Linked DNA regions of Oryctolagus cuniculus: region 1 is linked to region 2. A link is a contact called in public Hi-C data. All regions are on one chromosome and are shown on one strand. The core of a region is the stretch at or near the end of the contact, and the rest is flanking DNA. Distances in the headings are between cores, read along the strand shown. Region 1 overlaps WWOX (WW domain containing oxidoreductase). Region 2 overlaps WWOX (WW domain containing oxidoreductase).

Region 1 (6,919 bases), core at 1,754-4,253, 170 kb after region 2:
CAGCAGCAAGACCTGGTATCTGTTGCTGCTCCCCATACAGTTTACGAAATTCTAATCCACAAAAGCTGTTTGAAATTTCCATTAGGAGATTTGCACAAGTGGTTAAAATTAGTCATGCATTCTTGGTCTAAACTGCAGGAAGGGTATCTTTACTGTGAAAATGATTATGACATGTTAAAACTGTGTAATAGTAAGCAGACAGTTTTCCGAGCTGCTGGGTGAGTTCTGGAAATGCTCCATTTATTTTCTCCCTATTGACTCCTTTCTTTCAGGCAAGACTGCCAGTGCGTTGACTTGGAAAACAACCGAGGCTGAGCAATTTCAAAGCACTGACATTGCGTGGCTTCGTTTGGGGGCCCCACCAACTCTTCATTTTTTAATGGGCTCGGCCCCCTCTAAAGCACAAAGTGCATTTGGTTTAGTTTTGTTTTTTTTTTTAGAAGGAGTTTTATAAAGAAGCAAAATTCTTGGTTCTTTCAGTTGTCCCTCATTAAACATTTCTAGAAGAACGACTTTGCTTCTAAGGTTAGGGCAAAGGCAGTGACTTTTGCATGCTGAAAATCAGCTGCCTAGTTTATTTAGTTACTGACTCCTTTTTAGTGCAGCAGTATTTTAGTATTAGAGAAAAGGCTGTGATTTCCTTTGATATTAAAAATCCAACCACTTATATTTTCCAAAGCCATTTGCATTCAGTCTGACGGCCGCTAAAAATGTATGTGGATTTTTCATCTGAGAGGTTTTCTCTATGCATATTGTTTACATTTATCAAATGTTGTCCTGCCCAGCACTTTATATTCATTGTAGCTTCCGGACCTCGCTGACAACGTAGTCTGTATGAAAAACAAAACGAAGCATGAAACAGTCAAAGGGACTTCTTCTGAGCGAATAGGAAAACAAGGCCAAGCAAATGTGGTTATAAAAATGAGCCATGTTTCCAAGCAAAGGCTCTGTCTTTGTTCTATCATTGGTTTGTCAGTTGTCAATCAAGCTCCCCTCCCCCTTAACACTCGATCATGTGAGAAGTGTTGGCTCTGCTCTTAGCCTGCATTTGTGCAGCCTAAACATTCTGGTAGAGTTTCGTGAGATAAATACTTAAAATGACAGGAAAGGCCTGGAAAAAAAAGCTGATATTGTTTGGGATTACCCATGCAAAAAAAGTATGATATTGATTTGCTTTTTTACTTCTGGTTCTCTGTGTAAAGCCACACAAGCCACCAAGGCATGCAGCTTTTATGTGCACATGCTTAGGAGAGAATAAAACAAAACCCCTATTCCTGCAATTCTGATATGTAGCCACCAGGTGGTGGTAGTGTCTCTTCATACCTGCTGGACATAGGTATCCATTCACTTACTCCCTATGTAATGTTAAGTGTGTGAAGAGCCAGGTTTAGATGCCATGTCTACGGAGTGGGTTAGATAGCTTTGTGTACTGAAGAATTTTATTTCTGTGAGACTATACTTTGTAGTCAGCAGATGGTTTTTGACTGAATTAACCCTCATCATAAACATTACACCTTGCTAACAAAAAACATTTCCTGCTTACAAACTCCATGTTTACTAAGAATGTCAAAAAAGGAAACAGCTGAGGTATGTGTTTGTGTGTATGTATACAGATAGATAGATGTATAGGTAGGTAAGCTGTTTTATCATGAGTCTCTCCATCAGTGCAACTTTGTTTCTTTCTATGGCATCAGGCTCTCTCTGGGAATCATCTTTCTGCGGGCATCTTGAGCCCATCCTAAGTCTATCTTACGTTTCTTCCTCTCTCTAATTCATAGCTGCATTGCTTGCTATAGCATTCTCTGGATCTCATCTCTTTTTGAAGTTTTTGTTTATTTCTCAAACTCTAAAGCATCCCCAGGGAAATCCCTCTGACCTGATAGCTGGGCCCAAGACGAAGGCTTTTCCCACCTTGGGAGGCGCTGAAAATCCAACCAGGAGAGGCCTTGCAGATGCACTTTCCCAGCCTGCCCTCATTTCTCGGCCTGTGTTCACCAGGGCACTGCTGCAGCCATCACCTCCAGTGGTTCTCCCTGGTAGCAAACCTTGCAACCCACTCAGGACACAAGGCCTTTGGAATTTACCAGTGTGTTACCTTGAAGTTCCCAGGAGACCCTGGGCCACATAAATCATTGAATACTTCAGACAAAACATAAACTTACTGCCTTCCAAGAACAAATTATTTTGTTATCACACAACCTCTTAGCAGTGTTGATTATGATCATTCAGAAAGTTTTGGTGCGAAGGGGGTTTTCTTCACCTCTTGGCACCCTGCACCCCCTACTGAATGTCATTGGAGGACAAAGGAATTCCTCGGGTATGTTAAAAAGCTTGTAGTAGTCACAGTTAACTTGTGTGCAAATTTTTTTACTTTTTTTTTTTCCTGAATGTCTGAGCAAAACCCCTGAAGATCTTAGAATAGGTGTGCCGTAAATAAAACACCAGCAAGGTGTGCATGTCGGTGCCTCCTCGTCAGCAGCACTTGCCCCTCTTTAAGCACAAGCACAGAGGCACTGAACGTCTTCCTGCACTGCATGCTATAACTTCCTTCTCAGCTTATCCTGCAGAGTTTGCTGTGTCAAATTCAGGGAATCCAAACTCTACTCTGCCGTGACAGGGATCTGAGTCAGATGTGGGGCTGCTCATGCTGTAATCAGGGCATTGAACTTTGCATACTGGACGGTCTCCTCCGCCATATTCTGTAGTTGACCCCCTTTTAAGTGAGAATATAAGGCCAGTGTAACCAAGCACCTGAAATAGTCATGGATTTTATTGGTTAGTGTGTTTACCTACACTAAAAAGAAAAAGTTAATAGACATGTCCTGTTTATCATGGAAGAATCTAATGAGAAAATGCTTTAAATATTAGCTTATGTAATGTTCCCAAAGGAGCTATCAAGTTGGCTTTACTACCCCTTTTGGGTAAACCGTGGGTCAAAGGAGTTCAACCAAGTGACACAAGGTCATCCAGCGAGGCTGTGAGTAAGCCAGGACTTAGACCAAGATGCTCAAGCCAAGTGCTTGGGCAATGGTTGGAACACAGAGAAATTTTCTAGTTGGCAGTATCTGCCGACTCCAGATTATAATTGCTGTCTTAAAGAATAAGAAATAATAATGTGTATGAGAGGACTTAAAAATATTCATTGAGAAATAGAACTAAAAGGTGAAAATTAAAAATATTAACTTAATTTTTCAACAAAAACTGGCTCAGGTTCAAGATGCTTTTGTAGGTAATGATACTAACTATCTAATCCATCCCTAAGGAGCTGAGCACCATGGGAATTTAACCACATTTTTTTTATTAACTGAGAAGAATATATGCCTTTAAAATTTTTTTTAAGATTAGGAAACAAAAAGAAGTCAGAAGGCACCAACTCGAGAGTGTTTGGTGGATGTCTACAGATTTTCCTGGGAGACTTTGCCCTTGTTTGCTGAGAGGAGCTTTGTCGTGGTGAAGGACTCTCCAGGGTGTTTTCCTGCTCAAGCTTTGGCTGCCTTTCTCAAAACACCGTCATATAAGCCGATGTTGTCATTCTTTGGCCCTACCCAGAGTCAGCAAGCAAAATGCCCTGAGCTTCCCAGAAAAGTGTTCACGTAACATTTGCTCTTGGCCCATCCACGTCTGCGTTGACTGGGCTGCTTCCACTTCTTAGTAACCGATGCTCAGATCGTGCTCTGTATTCAGGACCATACTGGTAAAGCCGTGTCTCTTCCCCTGGCTGGAATTCTTTTAAGAAATGCTTGAGGATCTTGATTGCTGTTGTTTAAAATCGATATCGAAAGCGCTGCTCTGGTCTGCAGCAGAACCAGACACAACAGTTCTGGTACCCGATAAGCAGACAGTTTGTTCCACTTTAATCCTTCAGGCAGATGTGGGTCAGCTGAATGAGTTTAGACATCTGCATTGCTGGCTGTTGTTTCTGCTGTTAGCTCGGTCCTCTTCAATTAGGGTGTGAATAAGATTAACTTTTTCCTCAAAAATTGATGTGGATGCTCTGCTGCTAGGAGTTCATCTTCAACACTGTCCTATTCTGGTTTTTTTTTTTTTTTTTTTTTTTTTTTTTTTTTAATTTTACTTATTTTGAAAGATCTAGAGAGAGAGAGAAGGAGGAGTGGGTAAGAGAGATCTTCCACCCACCAGTTCACTCCCCAGATGTTTGCAATGACCGGGGCTGGGCCAGGCCAAAGTCAGGAGTCAGGGGCTACATCTGGTCTTCCATGGAGGTGGCAGGTGCCCAAGCAATTGGTCCATCTTCTGTTGCTTTTCCCAGGCCTTTCACAGGGAGCTGGATCAGAAATGGAGCAGCTGGTACATGAACTGGTGCCCATATGGGATGCTGGCATAGCAGGCCACAGCTTAAGCTATTATGCCACAATGCCAGCCCCATGTCCTGTTCTTTCTTAAAATGAGTTGTCCACTTGTAAATTGCAGAATTCCTGGGGACATTGTTCCCATAAAACTCTTGTAAAGCGTCGATGATCTTGCCATTCTTCTGCCCAAGCTTCATCATGAAGTTGATACTTGTTCCTGCTTCAGTTTCAGCAAAGTCATATTGCTCTGATAGGGGCTGTTTTCAAACTGATGTCTGTTCCTCCTCAGTGCTTCAAACCAGATCTTGTTCAGACGTGTGATAACAAGTTACTGTCAAATTATTTTGATCCAAAAAGCCTTTCAAATCCATGGATTTTTTTTTTGCATAATACACGTTTTTGGTGAACAGTTTAAAGACCCCTCATTATAAACACCATTTCCTCTCAGGAGCTACTGAAACCTAAAACATGTTCCACTGGGAACTTCAGGTTCCACAGGCATCATCCAGAAGGCCAAGGTCATCCTTCCTCTCCAGGTGGCTCTCCTGCGGCAGAAGTCACGGGGATTTCAGAGGTAGTTACTCGGAAGATGCTTCAGCCTTGCCAGGCACTGCCAAGGTGTGCGTGCTGGACTGGAGAAGCATCCTCCTCTTTCTCGAGTAGTGAAGATGCTGTCAGTAACTGTGAAGGCAAGTCTCGGATGGAATCAGCTCTCCGTCAGCAGCCTCGGTGTGAGACGAAGGGATGGCTTAGGTGAGGAATCCGCTGAGTTTCTGTTCTCAAGTAATCAGTTTGCAAAGGAATAAAAATACGTGAGTGGTACTGTAATGATTACAAAACATGTTCATATATGTGATCTTTATTTTTTTAAGATGTATTCACTTATTTGAAAGGCAGAGTTAAAGAGATGCAGAGAGAGAGAGAGACAGACAGACAGACAGAGAGGTCTTCCATTTCTTGGTTCATTCCCCAGATGGCGGCAGCAGCCGGAGCTGGGCTGATCCGAAGCCAGGAGCCTGGAGCGTCTTCCAGGTCTCCCATGCAGGTGCAGGGGCTCAAGGACTTGGGCCATCTTCCACTGCTTTCCCAGGCTATAGCAGAGCTGGGTCTGAAGGGGAATAGCTGGGACTCGAACCGGCACCCATATGGGATGCCAGCACTACAGGTAGCAGCTTTACCTGCTACACCACAGTGCCAGCCCCCATGTATAGGATCTTGAGTGTCACCACAACCATATGAATTAGCTAAATATTATGTTGACAATCAGCCCAGCTTCACAGACAAGGAAACTGAGACTAAAAGAATTAAGGTATCCATCCCCTAGTCACATAGTGAGGAAACAAGACTCACCCTTTAGTCTGCCAAACTTAGATCCTAGCTGGGGTTGTCAGGTGAAGTACAGAATACCAGTTAAAGGGCATGTTTTGGATAAAATCCTATCGCTGGGACACACACTAAACAGATGACTGTCTGAGTTACACTAACACACTCTATTGTGGTTGATGTGAAAACAAACGCACCTGGGATCCTGTGTTTTTCTATGCTGGATCTGGCGCTTGCCTGTGTTGTCTTTTTTATCTCTGCCCTGCTCTATCATGTGGTCTTGGTATCATTCTGTGATTCTATAACAACCTTGGGAAATAATTATTTTTAAAGTTACTCTGTATTAAACACTTGCCACCTGCTCGCTGCTTTGTGTACTTTATTGCCTGTCCTTACAGCCACCCTGGAAGCTGGGGATCATTATTATCCTTTTTCAGATTAAAGACAAGAGCAAAAGTGGAACTCAAGAGGTTCAGTGAGAAGGCCTCACAGTGGAAAACAAGACCCCAGCTCTATATGTGCACCTCTGAGGGTGTTTATTATTGTCTACACTGTGACAGGATTTTAAAAAACAAAGGAAAGAACGAAGTGATGTTTATAAGCAGTCACAGTGGCATAAAGCGGCTTGAGGGGACAAACCAGGTGTTGGCCTTGTTTAAAAAATTTTTTCACCAGCACCCAGCAAACTGTGTGCCAGGTAATAGGGCCTCATCACACACCTGTGCATCAACTGCTATGTTTCAAGAGCAATTCAAAAAAGGGGAGAATAGAAAACAGGATGTGGTTTGCACGTCCATTTTTGCTCTAGAAGTGTGTGAAATTTTGTCAGGATCATGAACTGTGTTTCCAAATGTGAAGATAAATCGTTCCCCTGACCTCTCATGAAGTGACATAATTCATCTGAAAGGTTCATCGCCCTGCTTGCCATGAGGCTGTTCCCTCCCATTCTCCCCGTTCTCCAAGTCCATCAGAAATAGACGGGGAGGGAGAGAACAGGAGAGGAGAAGCTGGCTGGTTCTGAGTGTGTGGAATGTGAGGCCGAAACCTCCACCCCTCCTGGTAACACAATACTTTTATCCCGTAATCACAGCCTGCGGGAGACAAAATAACAATTCATCTGGAAAACGAGATTAACTCATTTAAGTTAAGCAGTGATCACAGGGAGAAGCTTGTTGGAGTTGTCTGGCTGGGGGAAATTCTGCAGACCCTCAGCCGTTCCTGTTCGAGGGCCCGGGGAGCAAGATGGGCCAGGTTGGGGGAAGTCAGCAGTGGTCAGAGCCGGCCTT
Region 2 (6,939 bases), core at 1,571-4,070:
GCCGGCTGTTCTTGAGATTTATGAGGTCTAACTCAGAAGCGATGTGTGTCTGGATTAAGGGAACCTACGAATCTCTATTTATGTCTGACCCGAGGAGGAAGCTCCCTTTAAGCTGCTTATCAGAGGTGCATCCTGAGCGCATGATGGGAAGATGGAGTCCTCAGTCCCCTGGTTAAAACCAGGAATGTGTTCTCATTCCATTTTAGTTCAACTGAAAATAAGCTAGCGGACCCTCAGGTCCACCTGTGAGTGCCGACTGTTCCACTTTCATAAATTCGGTTAAAAATATACTCGGGCTGCAGTTCGGATCTTCTCATGTCCTCCAGGTCCTCACTGCAGAATTCAGATGTAGTTCCTTAGCATTAGGAAAAGAAGTTTGAGCAATAGGATTTCCACAAGGAACCCTTAATTTCACTAACAGACTCTCTGTTTTCCATTTAAAAGCAGCTTCATTGCACCAGTGATCTTTGTTTTGGTGTTCTTATCAATGGGAAAAGAAAATGTCCACACCATTAAAATAAGGTTTCTCTCCAGCGTATTCACAAAATGCTGAAGACACGTCCATATGTAGATGCTTTGTTTCACCACCAGGGGGCATTGTGGTTTGACTGTCCATTTAAGCTGCCTGTGTTCTATCAGTTTACCCAGAAAATAGAAGGCCTGGGAGTATTTCTGATTCCTTCCAAGAAGGAATCATATCTGGAAGAGAACAGATGTCGATTCCTTTTCCTCACTTGCAAACAGTAGTGTTGTCAAATTCGCTAAACTTAGCCAGTCGAAGATTAACATGCAATATATAATATGCATGTGCCTAACTGTACAATAAATAGTAAATCACATTTTTATGCTTTCTCTGAACTTGGAAGCTGCAAGTTATTTTTTTCTATTCCCTGGGTGTGATGAAATAAATAACATTCAAATACATTTTAAATATGTCAGTCAAGGAAAAGAAAAAGTACTTGGCAACTGTGTTTGAGAGATTTCTTCTATGATTAATTCTCCTATTAAGTTTTAATGACTTTAAAGATATAAAGCTAGAAACCATAGAAGTAGGCATGGTTAGCCGGCGCCGTGGCTCAATAGGCTAATCCTCCACCTTGCGGCGCCGGCACACCGGGTTCTAGTCCCGGTTGGGGCGCCGGATTCTGTCCCGGTTGCCCCTCTTCCAGGCCAGCTCTCTGCTATGGCCAGGGAGTGCAGTGGAGGATGGCCCAGGTGCTTGGGCCCTGCACCCCATGGGAGACCAGGAAAAGCACCTGGCTCCTGGCTCCTGCCAGGATCAGCGCGGTGCGCCGGCTGCAGCGGCGGCCATTGGAGGGTGAACCAACGGCAAAGGAAGACCTTTCTCTCTCTGTCTCTCTCTCTCACTGTCCACTCTGCCTGTCAAAAAAAAAAAAAAAAAAAAAAAAAAAAAAAAAAAAAAAGAAGTAGGCATGGTTAATAAATAACCAAAACACCAGGTGTATAGAAATACATCTGTGGAAAAATGAAGTCATATATTCTCTAGGATGCCTTAGGGAATGGCTCTTTGGCAAATCTAGGGAGCATATTATCCCCGAAGAGGGGAACGTTTTGAAACAGTGAAGTCAAAGATACTCTTCAAGGAAACCCTCGGAGAAAGGTACTGTCTCAGACTCGCGTTTGTAGATCAAGTTAGTTTGTCAAGCAGTGTTCATTAGCAAGGTCTGTCTCTTGGAATGCATCTGTCCACTTCAGATTTTAAGGAAACCTTGTATGGATTTTTCTAGTACTTGTCATCCTTTGTTTTCAGAGTTTTCTTCCCAGGTTCACATGGCATGGGAGGCACATTTCCTCTCGGTTGTTTCACAGATGCTCAGAGGACTGGCCCATCCCTCAGTGGGAGTCACGGTGCCAGTGGCTTCGTGATACTATTTTTTTTTTGGTCCTTGAGCACCTAGAATTTATGTACTATGACTCGGTTTATCCTGAAGATCTCTCTATGAGTGCACTTTCAACTTCTCACCTCCAGTGCTTAAGCTGAGCCTTTGAGAAACCAAAGGCACATGAATTAATGTGAATACTCATCAGGAAGAGTTGTAGAGCCCCCAGAAGAAGAATGGGTGCATTTGTGCCCAAAAGGAGATAAGTGGTGCATTTCACACAATTCCTTCTGTTCTGTGGGCTATTACTTTTCCTGAATTTTTCTGAGCCGACAAATCACAGTAGATTGGGAACATTCACAATAGGGAGCCCGCACTCTGTGAAACTTGAAATCTAAAGATCTTTTTAAACACAAAGAACTTATTTTTTGAAAGTTTGTGGCCCATCCCAAATGAATTCTGGTTTGTAGCCTATAAAATGTGTGGAGTGAGAAAACAGAGAATATTGTTCCTTTCTGTTTATATTATTTTGTACTGAGGGAACACACTTGCCAAGAGTTCCAGGCAGCTTCTGGCTTGACAGCATCTTATTTAACTGGCTTAGTTTCTAGAATAAAGCTAGGATCTACCAGAACCGTACCAGGGGTCTACCTGGTGCTCAGGTCACCCCTGAGCTGGAGGAGACTAGAGCAAGTAAAAGTAATTTGTCTCTCTGTGAAAATCCCCCTCCGTTTTAATTTTTAGGACAAGTATTTGGCCTTGGCATCCAGAGAGCCTGGTCCAGTGCTGGAGATCGAGCCAGGCTCCAGAGCATTGCCGGACCACAGGTCCCAGTGACTTGCCTCCCCCAGAAATAAGGCTTCCTCCTTGCTCCTGAACACTAGGGAGTCTGGTTAGCAACACCCTCCTTCCTAGTCCTGGCCAGGCCCTTGGGCTCTCACTAGCACACTGAGCACACAGGCTGCAGGCTGGAAGAAGCCCCAAGCATTTGGCCAGGAAGAGGCAACTTGTTCCAGCTGGCCCACGCACTGTGCTTTAAAAATTACCCAGATGAACTGATTTTGTAGAGCGAGTGGGTGGAAAGGCTCCAGGGCCGCAGAGGAAGACTGGGCCTTTCTCTCCCTCTTGAGAGCAGTGCGATTTGGAAAGAGAAGCACACTTGCTTGGCTGCGCCCCAGAGGAGAGACATGTTGTGCAGGAGCCGTGCTGTCCCTGCTCAGTGCAGCTAGACCCCTGCACTGAGGGGTGCCCCACTGAGGACCAGGTTAGTCTGTGCCCAGGACACGCTGGCATAGGGCCGCCTCGAGTAGGAGGAAGAACAGGCTTCAAGTGTTGAGACAGTGGCTTCTGTGGACGTGAACAGGCTCCAGCATAAAGCTGAGGCATGCCTGTGCTCCCTGTGGATACACAGGCCGTGTTCTCTTGGCCTGGTGCCCGAGCGTGTTCTTGGCACATGTCCGCATTCTCTATCTCTTTCGCCTTACGAACGAATCGGGTCAGTGACTTAGCCTCTCTGTCAAATGAAGAGTAGAGCTTCTACAGTCTTAACTCTGATTTTAACCCAGGAGAAAGGAAAAAAAAACACTGGAGGAGAATTCTGCACCTCCTTGAGCTCCATTCCCCCCACCCCTAAAAGGTGGATCCAGATTCTCCAAAAACTTGTCCGTCTGTCCATCCATCCACGTGTACACTGGCACGTGGCAGCCCAGGTGCCTCCTCTCACACCTGCCTCAAGCCTGGCCTGTGATGCCATGGCTGAGAGGTGGGAAGGACATTACAGTGTGGACTCTTGTTAGAGGGTCTGTCTTCTTCATTAATAATAATTAATTGTTACTTGCCCAGATCCTGTGTTATGCTAAGCCTGAGTTCTTTTCAGGCTCGGGTGCCTTGTAATCTGTGTTGTTGTGAACCCTGGAGCAGCAAGATCTTTCAAAGATGGACAACATTATCTTGAATAAAGTAATAGACACAGATAGTGTCGTAGGTTCTTTCAGCCACCAGAGAGCAAACGAAAGATCTCAGTACTAGGACTCTCTTGGGGATACAGAACATGTCCTCCCCCCCCCCCAGTATGTGTGTGTGTGTGTGTGTGTGTGTGTGAGAGAGAGAGAGAGAGAGAGAGCGCGCGCACGCTATTTTTTGAAGATAAGATAAACAGTAATATATATAAATTTTTTTTCTGGGCAAGCACCACAGATTGGATTTCACATTACAAATGTCATTTGGGCCTAGGAAACATGGATGTTTATTATAAGCAACTGACCCTTGGCGATCAAAATAAAAAGTGAGAGAGAAACAAACCATGTTTGTGACAAGTGAGAGGATATTCCAGTTTGTATCTCATGGATACTGTATAGCTCTGACACTCCCAGGGAGTGCTTTGGAATTCTTCTAGTCTTGTTGGCCCATAAAACGCCGTGGTTTTTATTTATTTTTTTGAATACATGGAGGGACACCCACATTGTGCCGTACCACACACCTTATTCTCGAGAAAGGCATGCGGCATCTGTGTCACCCGTGTGCCACCGCCGTGTTCAGCATCCTTTGAGCAGCATTGATGCTCCTGAGCCAAATGGCGGTGTGCACCGCTGAGTGCGGGGGCATGTCTGGATTATCGTAGGAAGGCGAGGAAACTCAGTCCTGCTGTGCTCCCACGTGCCAACACCACTCAGTGCTGGTGCTGCCTGGCTGGGGGAACCGCTTCCAGAACCGCACCTCAAGAAATACGGTGTGGAAGAGCCTCCTAAACTGCCCCTCCTTTTCTTGAGCTCACACAGCTTATCCCTCTAACTGCAGGACGCTGCAGGTTGCTCCATAGAACGGGGTGAACCAACTTGGCCTTGACATCAGGGGGTCTGGGTTTGCTAGACGCCCTCCACACTTGGCCCGGGTTCCAGGCTTTACTTCTGAAATCAGTTTTTGCCTCCAACAGCAGCAAATGATGAAGAGCACAATAAGGTTACTCGCAAATCTGAGGAGCAGCCGAAAGCGGACCACATCCTGCACTCCAGGGGAGCAGAGGGAAGGCTGGTGGCCAGGCGGGGGAGGTGGGAAGCGGAGCGGGAAAGCCTCCAGCCAGTGGCTCGCTCTGCAGATCTGTGTGCTGTGACTGGAGCCGTCTGTGTCTGTGGGGCTGGCCTGCTGGCTGGGCTGGCCCACTCAGAAGCACGAACGCCTTCCTCTCTGTCCCCTTTGTCTTTGTCAAAACTCCCGACTCTTCAGAAAGGACCGTATTTAATTTTTTCAGCTGTTCCATCTGGATCACGGATGGCCAGCTACATTCAAAAGCATCTCCCTCTCTCAGAAGAGAGTGAGGGGGTTGAGCCAGCAGGACCGCAGGGTGAAGGGTGTGTGTGTATGCATGCCTGTGTGCTCTTGCACAATTGGCAGTTTCTGGTGTCCAGCGAAGCCCTTCATTCCTGTTGACCTTGCACTGGGTAGTAACGAAGTCGTGCAGATAGTACTCGGGGCTCCGCACTTCCTTACGGTCTGGCCACTTTTGACTGTTTTCTGAGGTTATCTGGATCTGTTGTGTGCCTGTGCTGGAAATGTCCTGGAACACTGTGAAATTGCACAGTGCTCTCAAGCCCTGCCCCCAGGGTCCTTGTCTTGGCAATTTGAAAGCCACAGCGGCATTATTTATGCCACAGAAATAGGCAAAAACTACAACTCAAGGCTCGACTTTTTAAAAATATCATCTCGACTTAGAAAGTGATTATACTGTTAATAATGCAGATTAAATTGAAGAGAACATGCTGTAAACATCACACTATGAATAGTATAAAAAATCGTGGGAATATTCCCTCAGTGCATTAAAAAACCTGTTATCCGATTCAGCACAGAAATCGCTTCGCCATTGAAGAATGAGTGAAGAACCAAAATATGTCTGTCTTTACCGTTTGACCCTCATCTCACTGATTAACTCAGAAGTATCAAGCAATAACATCAGCTGCAGCCACAGCTTAGCTGTGGATGCAAGGGTTCAGCACAAATCACAGCACTCCCTGAGAATCGGTGAGCTCTGTGGAATTATAAATAAAAACTATAAAATCATAAACATAAACTATAAATTGGAAATAATAAAGGATATGGCATTTTTTTTTCTTACTAATGGTGTGCTATACACCCTTTCCAGCAGGAAAGCATAAACTAAACAGACACCCGTATATTTATACACTCAGGTTCGTTTTTGGAGAGCCAATTGTGAAGCCTTTACCAGAACGCTGGACTCAGTTCAGTCAGCTGCTGACTTGAGACAGTGTTTGAGATTTAGTGATGAGTATAATGAGCCCGCCACGCCCGTGCTGGCACAAAGTCGCTAAGCCACCAGGATGGCCATTGTTAGTTGTGGACATTGCTCCCTCTGGATGTCACTGTGGTGTGGACTACACTGACAGGTGGCGGTGCACTCTGGCCAGCAGCAGCCCCACCAGGGGTGGTGGGCTGCTCAGCATGCATGTCCCTAGTCCCATGTGTTACTTTTCAGAGAGCAGAAATCCTTGTCCTCCCCTGCCTCTTGGTGTTCACAGTCCCTCCAACAGCTTGTGCACAATCAGGAGCCGGCAGAAGATGACCGTTGTGGTTGTGGAGGCAGCTCATTGCCTCCCGTTCCCAGCATATCCGTGGTCTGCAAGCATAACCAGTGACCGTGTCCACTACAGCAGACCTGTCAGCGAAGCTTGCAGGGCTGCCTCTGTCCAGCCACCTTGTTCTTTGAAGAAGCATTTGGAACTTCTAAGAGCCCTAGAAAGATGTTCACAAGACATATCTAAGTGAAAACAAGGGACAAGGGGATACTTTGGTATCCCATGGAAAAGGACCCAAGGGCCTGCAGATGCCTGGGATGCCTCAAGCATGTCTATTGTGAATGTCATTTGTGAGTCTGAGCCAGGCATTCTGTCTCCTAAGCCTGTTGCCTAAGAAATCTCCAAGCCCTTTGAACATAATGGTTTCACACCTCTCTGCTCACATACCTTCCGACTCGTACGTTTCTTGTTATTCTAGTTGAGTACTGCCTTCAGACAGAGGTTGCCAATAAAGTTTATTGTAGGAGCTAAGTGTCAATATGTGTAGCACCCCCCCGCCTGGGGTGCTTGTA

The links. Hi-C and Micro-C count contacts between places; a contact is called where the count stands out from the background.
Region 1: a contact with region 2 is called in a Hi-C map of an unstated tissue, with 2.7 times the contacts expected there. The contact joins two enhancer-like sites. A contact is called at or near these places in 2 of 6 Hi-C or Micro-C datasets (liver and an unstated tissue).

The regions. Positions count from the first base shown.
Region 1 is chr18:61,021,873-61,028,791 of mOryCun1.1, forward strand. The region is part of intron 8 of WWOX (WW domain containing oxidoreductase); the gene reads left to right. Among named protein-coding and RNA genes, the nearest start is that of WWOX, 580 kb to the left of the region's middle. Within about 2 kb of position 3,004, at least 1 of the 8 cell types and tissues checked has an H3K27ac peak or open chromatin away from gene starts, as enhancers often do.
Region 2 is chr18:60,850,266-60,857,204 of mOryCun1.1, forward strand. All of the region lies in intron 8 of WWOX (WW domain containing oxidoreductase), which reads left to right. Among named protein-coding and RNA genes, the nearest start is that of WWOX, 400 kb to the left of the region's middle. Within about 2 kb of position 2,821, at least 4 of the 8 cell types and tissues checked have an H3K27ac peak or open chromatin away from gene starts, as enhancers often do.